Regions from separate parts of the Zea mays genome. Here region 2 is linked to region 1. The links are chromatin contacts, called in public Hi-C maps. All regions are on one chromosome and are shown on one strand. Each heading gives the region's core, a stretch centred on a gene start, on an enhancer-like site or on the middle of the called end of the contact. The rest is flanking DNA. Distances are from core to core; before and after follow the strand shown.

Region 1 (3,190 bases), core at 371-2,870:
AAATATTAAAGATTTTGATTTATTTGGGATTGAAACTCACTCAGTCTCACATAATCCATATAGATTGAGAGCAAAACGAACTAGACCTAAATAGATTCACATATGGATTCACTGAACAAATCGGTGAAGTTACATGTGCTAGATGTAATAAGGGCCTACACAGAGACAGCTGGTCTTAAATAAAGGGGTTAATAATTGAACAAGATCATATTTGAAGACATAAATCTCAAACTACACCAGGATTTAACACCTGACAACATTACGTGGCAACAAAAAATGCCGAAAAAATGTTTTCAAAAATACAAAAAAAATCGGCAGCCTTGATACAATGTATAATTCACGACCCAGAACGGACTGAAATTTCAACAGAACGATCCAATTAAGTAGCAATCAATCACTAAAGACAGATTCAACCGAGCAAAAAAGGCACGTAAGATATACACTTGGAGCCGGAAGTGAGAGAGCGAGAGGTATAGATGTCCAACGGACCGGGAACGGCCCGATTTATTTTTTTTATTTGTTCATATAAATACATATATTATACTTAATATAGAGTATAACACAAGAAACATGTGTTTTTGTTGGTTATATGGGTGTAAATAAATGTTTAGAGCTAATAAATATGGTTTAAACCCTAAAAATACATACTTTTAGAATATTTTTATCATTTAAACGTCATATATTGTTATGGGCCTGTTAGGTCCGTCGGACGTGGGCCGGTCCGGCACGATTATTAACCTAACAGGCCGTGCTTAGGCCTCGTTTGGGGGCCCGTGGACCGGCACGGCACGGTCCGCTAGCTAATCTAGGCCGGGCCAGCACAGTCCTAATCCGTATCGGGTCTAGCCGTGTTCGGGCCAGGCTGGTACGGCCCGTCCATTTTGACATCTATAGCTTGAATATCAGTTAAGAAAGTTTCGGATTGCCTAGTATTCCACCAATTCTTAATCTAAAGTTTCAGATATTTGTTAAAAGAGAAAGAGACTCCCCAGAGCAAAAGTACGATAAATACAAGATATACGAAAAAAGGCAATGCTTTCTTTTTTATTTTTTATCTGTAAACTGAATTTATATGATATTTCTTTTCTTTGAAGCAAAAATTCTATAACAAGGTTTGAGACCTTGTGTTTGTATCTATTTCTCTTTTTGTATACTAGTGGGGGGAGAGGAGCATCCAGAGAGCGCAAATAGGCGAACGCGCAACCTTCTTGCTCCTCTCGACGAAAATTCGTCAACCTTGAAAAAATACGTACTTCTTTAAAGAGAGTATATGTCGTAGAGAAAATTCAGAAAACAATGCACCAGTCCTTTAACGGAAACTGGCCACAAGTGACCGAAATTTTCTCATATACAATTCCAACCCCCTCTGTTCCAAATTTGGTCGCTACTGAAAATTCAAAATTAAGAACTAAGCCTGACCCTCACGGTAAGTCATTGTGCACCTGTCTTCACGCAACAGTCAATATAACCAAAAAAAAAAGTATTCTCTTCTGTAGAACTATGCCACTTGCCAGCACGCCGAAAACCCGGACTGCTTAACCAATCACATGAACCAGTTGTCTTTATACAGACAGCACGGAGTAGTCACAGACAAGGACCCATGCGCGTGGGCGTGGGGTAGCCAATTGTCGTAATTGACCAGTTCAAAGCTGCTGCTTATAGTCATGTGGAGTCAACGAAGACTCACGAAACAAAGAGATGCATATGTTCGCCATCAGACGCAGGAACTGAGAGCCATACCAAAAGAACTGATGGCAGCTCCCCTTCTCTTCCCCTTGCTGCTGCTGCTGCTGCTGCTGTCGTCCTCTACCACTCCTCTTCAAGCTCAACAGAACTTCACCCAAGGTTCCTCCTTGACGCCCCAAGGGCCTACCACCTCTTGGCTCTCCCCATCTGGCGACTTCGCGTTTGGCTTCCAGCCCATCGAGGGTAACACCTCTTTCTACCTGCTCGCCGTCTGGTTCAACAAGATCGGCAACCTTACAGTGACTTGGTATGCCAAGACCAACGACCCGGATCCAGCGCCGGTGCAAGCTCCATCCGGCTCACGCCTCCAGCTCAACTCCAATGGGGCGCTCTCGCTCCAGGACTCCGCCGGCACAGAGGTATGGAATCCCCAAGTCGTGGGCGCATCCTACGCTGCCATGCTCGATTCTGGAAACTTTGTGCTGGCTGCTGCAGATGGCTCTGCCCTATGGGAGAGCTTCAAATACCCTACAGATACCATCCTGCCCACTCAGGTCCTCACCACTGGAATGAGCCTCCGCAGTCGGATCATCCCCACAGACTATTCCAATGGCCGGTTCCTCCTCGGCCTGCAAAGTACTGGTGCGTCTCTTTATACCGTTGCTGTGCCCTCTGGTTACGAATATGATCCGTACTGGTCCATGGATGTGAACACCACCAATCTGGTGTTCGATGCGTCTGGCGTGATATATATCGGCAACAGAAGTGAAATCACATCTTGGGTGGTCAGCTCCATAGCAGACTACTACCTTCGTGCCACACTTGACCCCGATGGCGTTTTCCGACAGTATATGTACCCAAAGAAGAACAGCAACCAGAGTAATCAGGCATGGTCAGTAGTGGACTTCAAGCCCCCAAATATCTGTGGAGCACAGCTAACAAACGTTGGAAGCGGTATTTGCGGTTTTAACAGCTATTGCACATGGAATGGCGCAAACAACCAGAGTACCTGCAAGTGCCCCGAGCAGTACTCATTTATTGATGATGAGAGGAAGTACAAAGGCTGCAAGCCAGACTTCCAGCCACAAAGTTGCGACTTGGATGAAGCAGCGGCCCTGATGCAGTTTAAGGTCATACCGATGAGCCATGTTGACTGGCCACTGTCTGACTATGAGCAGTATAGCCCCATAACTAAGGATCAGTGTCAGCAACTCTGTCTGACAGATTGTTTCTGTGCCCTTGCTGTGTTCCATGATGAAGACAATACATGTTGGAAGAAGAAGATGCCTTTGTCAAACGGCCAAATGGCGGATGGTGTGCAGAGGACAGTCTATATCAAGGTACGAAAGGACAACGGCACGCAGTCGGAGATCGTCGATTCCAACAAATGGAAGAAAGACAAGAAGAACTGGATCATTGGAAGTTCATTGTTCTTGGGAAGCTCTGTCTTGGTCAACCTTCTGCTGATCTCCATAATACTCTTTGGTACTTACTGTACCATCAC
Region 2 (3,190 bases), core at 276-2,775, 460 kb before region 1:
CCATAACAATATATGACGTTTAAATGATAAAAATATTCTAAAAGTATGCATTTTTAGGGTTTAAACCATATTTATTAGATCTAAACATTTATTTACACCCACATAACCAACAAAAACACATGTTTATTGTGTTTTATACTCTATATTCAAGTATAATATATGTATTTATATGAAAAAATAGAAAAAAAAATAAAATCGGGCCGTACCGGGTCTAGCCCGTCGTGCCACGCCTTCGGCACAGGCACGACCCGGTGACCGGGCCGAGCCGGCACGGGTCCAGTTCACTACGTGCCGTGCCGGGTTCGTGCCGGGCCAAATCCGTGCCGGGTTTTGGGCCGCCCAACAAGCCCGATCCGTTTATACATCTATAATCGGCTCCCAACTCCAACTGCCCCTCGTTCCTGTTTGAATCGGGTGGTGTCGGCGGCCGCCGGTGCCGTGATGCCCAACGAGGAGTGGAGATGTGGGGCGCGAGTGAAGTTGGGGCAGCGAGGAGGAAGATGTACATGATCTTCCTCTGTTGCTCATCTTCTATGATTGTCTTCTATTTGAGAGCGTCTATACCAACACCGGCCGGTGAAAAAAATTCTAGGAGAAGAAAAGAAAACGAGAATAATAATGTCGCCAGATTAATAGTTGAATTGTAGTTTATGTCATCACGTAGAAACCATAGCAATGTATAGGACCAGTTTGAGAGTTAAATTGTAGTTTATGTCATCAGAAATCGTAGCAGTACACAGACACTTAACTAGTGTTTTATTAAAATAAAATTTCTTAGAATTACTATCTGAGAAAATGATAAAGACCCTGGAGGGGATTAGATTCCCAAACTAGCCCAAGCGGAATCCGACCACCGAATTCCCTAGAACATAAACTAGAGCCGTTATTTGGCTCAGTTTCGGTAAAAAAGTACCCTGCCCTCGGAATAGGATAGCAACGCGTGGATCTTTTGAAATAAGACATCAACAAACACATAACAAGACAGATACCATTTCACAGCGCAGTAGCGTGCGCTAAACAAAGCGCTATCAACATACAGTGCTACCTATAGAGTCCGTCCCTTTTTACTCTAAATCTAGCCTTTTTGTCTCTGAGATAAATATGAGATGTGGCTGTATATGTTATGGTGATGATAAAAATAAATGATATAATATGTGATAGTTGGTATAGAGTTGAAATATAGAGTAAATATAATTGTAAAATATTAAGGTATAGTATACAGAATCTTGCTGATAAGACAAGATATTACATTCAAAGTAGAAATTTAGAATTATATTAATGCGAATAGCCTTATATTATTAAAATAGGCTACATCTCGGAGAGGTCCGTCAATGAAAGCGGCATAGTATACCAGTCTCCAGAACCTTAAACAAGAGTATACAAAAAAATGGAGAGGGCTAGTCAAGAACGTCACAACTCACAAACCGAAGTACAGAAGCCACGAATTTCCTCGAGTTGAGTGTTGAGTCGTCTCGTCTCGTCTTATGTGAACCGAGTCAACCGACCCAATCCCCATCGACGGATCCCCCAACGAGTTCCGACTTCCGTTCCACTAGCAGTCTGCACTCGGCAGTCGGCCAGTCGCACAGCCAGAGAGCCAACAAGCCCGCAGGGCCGCCGCAGGCACACGGGATGGCGCTCCCATGGTGGCTCACCACCAAGGCGTGCACAGCGCCGCCGCCTGGCCCCGGCTCCTTCTCCGATGCGGTCGCGTTCCTCTTCCTCTCCCCGTGCCCGCAGCGCGGGCTCCTCGCCACCGCCGACCTCGTGTTCCTCGTCGCCTGCATCGTCCGCCTCGCCAGACGCCTTCGCAGGGGACACCCGGTGCCCGCGGCTGCTCCCCCTCCCGAGCGCGAGGCGCTGCTGCAGAAGCCGAACCATCCTTCGCCGCCGCTCGTCCGCCACGTGCTCGCGCTCGGGGCCTCCGCGGTGTTCGCGGCGGTGTCCGTCGTCCTCCTCGCGCTCGCGCTCCTCCTCCTGCCGGCCACGCCGTGGCGCGCCGCGGAGGGAGCCTTCCTCTCCGTCCACGCCGTCGCGCACGGGGTGGCTGCCTGGACCATCGTCTCTTCGCGGAGAGCAGGAGCTGCCCCGGAGGCGCACCTCCGCGTGTTCTGGCTCGCCACCGCTCTCGGCGCCGCGCTCTTCTCTGCCTCGGCAGTGGTCCGCGGCGCGGACGCCTCGCTGCTCTTCCCCGATGACATTCTCGCCTTCGCTGGTCTGCTTGTCTCCCTGCCTCTGGCATACATAGCGGTCACCGGCTTCACCGGCAATGTCACCAGGGCACAAGAAGGTGAACCGGAACACGCCGGTCCAGAGGCGCCCTCCTCGCCGTACACCACCGCTTCGTTCCTTTCGCGCGCTACGTTCAGCTGGATAAACTCCCTCATCACCAAGGGCTACGCGGCCGAATCCCTCAAAACCGAAGACGTGCCCCCGGTCTCTGCCGCCCACCGCGCCGAGGCGGCGCACGCCTTGTTCATGTCCAATTGGCCAGCGTCGCCAGCATCTCGGCACCCGGTCGGCGTGGCACTCTGGCTCTCTTTCTGGCCGCAGCTCGTGCTTACTGCGTTCCTTGGCCTCGCTCGTCTGGGGGCCATGTACGTTGGGCCGTCGCTCATCGATCAGTTCGTCGAGTTCATCCGCCGCGGCGGGACATCATGGGAGGGCCTTCGTCTCGTTCTCATCTTGCTCGCTGGCAAGGCCGTCCAGACGCTGGCATCGCACCATTACAGCTTCCAGGGACAGCTTCTGGGCATGCGCATCCGCGGCGCGCTGCAGACGGCGCTGTACCGCAAGTCGCTGCGCCTCACCGCCGGTGCTCGCCGAGCGCACGGCGCTGGAGCCATCGTCAACTACATGCAGGTCGACGCTGGGATCGTGTCCTACGCCATGCACGGACTCCACGGGCTGTGGCTGATGCCGCTGCAGATAGTGGTGGCGCTACTCCTCCTGTACGCCTACCTCGGCCCCGCCGTGCTCATGACGCTCGCCGTGATCACCGCAGTGACTGTGGTCACGGCCTTCGCTAACAAGCTCAACCTGGCGTACCAGCTCAAGTTCCTCGGCGTCCGCGATAGCCGCGTGAAGGCCATCACCGAGATGCTCAGTAACATGCGTCCCATCAAGCTGCAGGCTTGGGAGGACACCTTCGGGGGCAAGGTTCGCGACATCCGGCGAGAAGAGCTCGGGT

The links. A called contact is a pair of places that touch in the nucleus more often than the background predicts.
Region 2: a contact with region 1 is called in a Hi-C map of leaf mesophyll, with 2.3 times the contacts expected there. The contact joins the promoter of LOC100381832 here to the promoter of LOC103641505 in region 1. A contact is called at or near these places in 4 of 25 Hi-C or Micro-C datasets (ear, leaf, leaf mesophyll and 1 more) and 1 of 3 datasets of contacts at active chromatin or transcription factors (leaf).

The regions. Positions count from the first base shown.
Region 1 is chr10:102,436,372-102,439,561 of Zm-B73-REFERENCE-NAM-5.0, reverse strand. LOC103641505 (G-type lectin S-receptor-like serine/threonine-protein kinase LECRK4) reads left to right here and starts at 1,620. Exons shown (of 1, transcript XM_008664849.4): 1 at 1,620-3,190. The coding sequence starts at 1,665.
Region 2 is chr10:102,899,916-102,903,105 of Zm-B73-REFERENCE-NAM-5.0, reverse strand. LOC100381832 (ABC transporter C family member 4) reads left to right here and starts at 1,525. Exons shown (of 11, transcript XM_008664854.4): 1 at 1,525-3,190. The coding sequence starts at 1,633.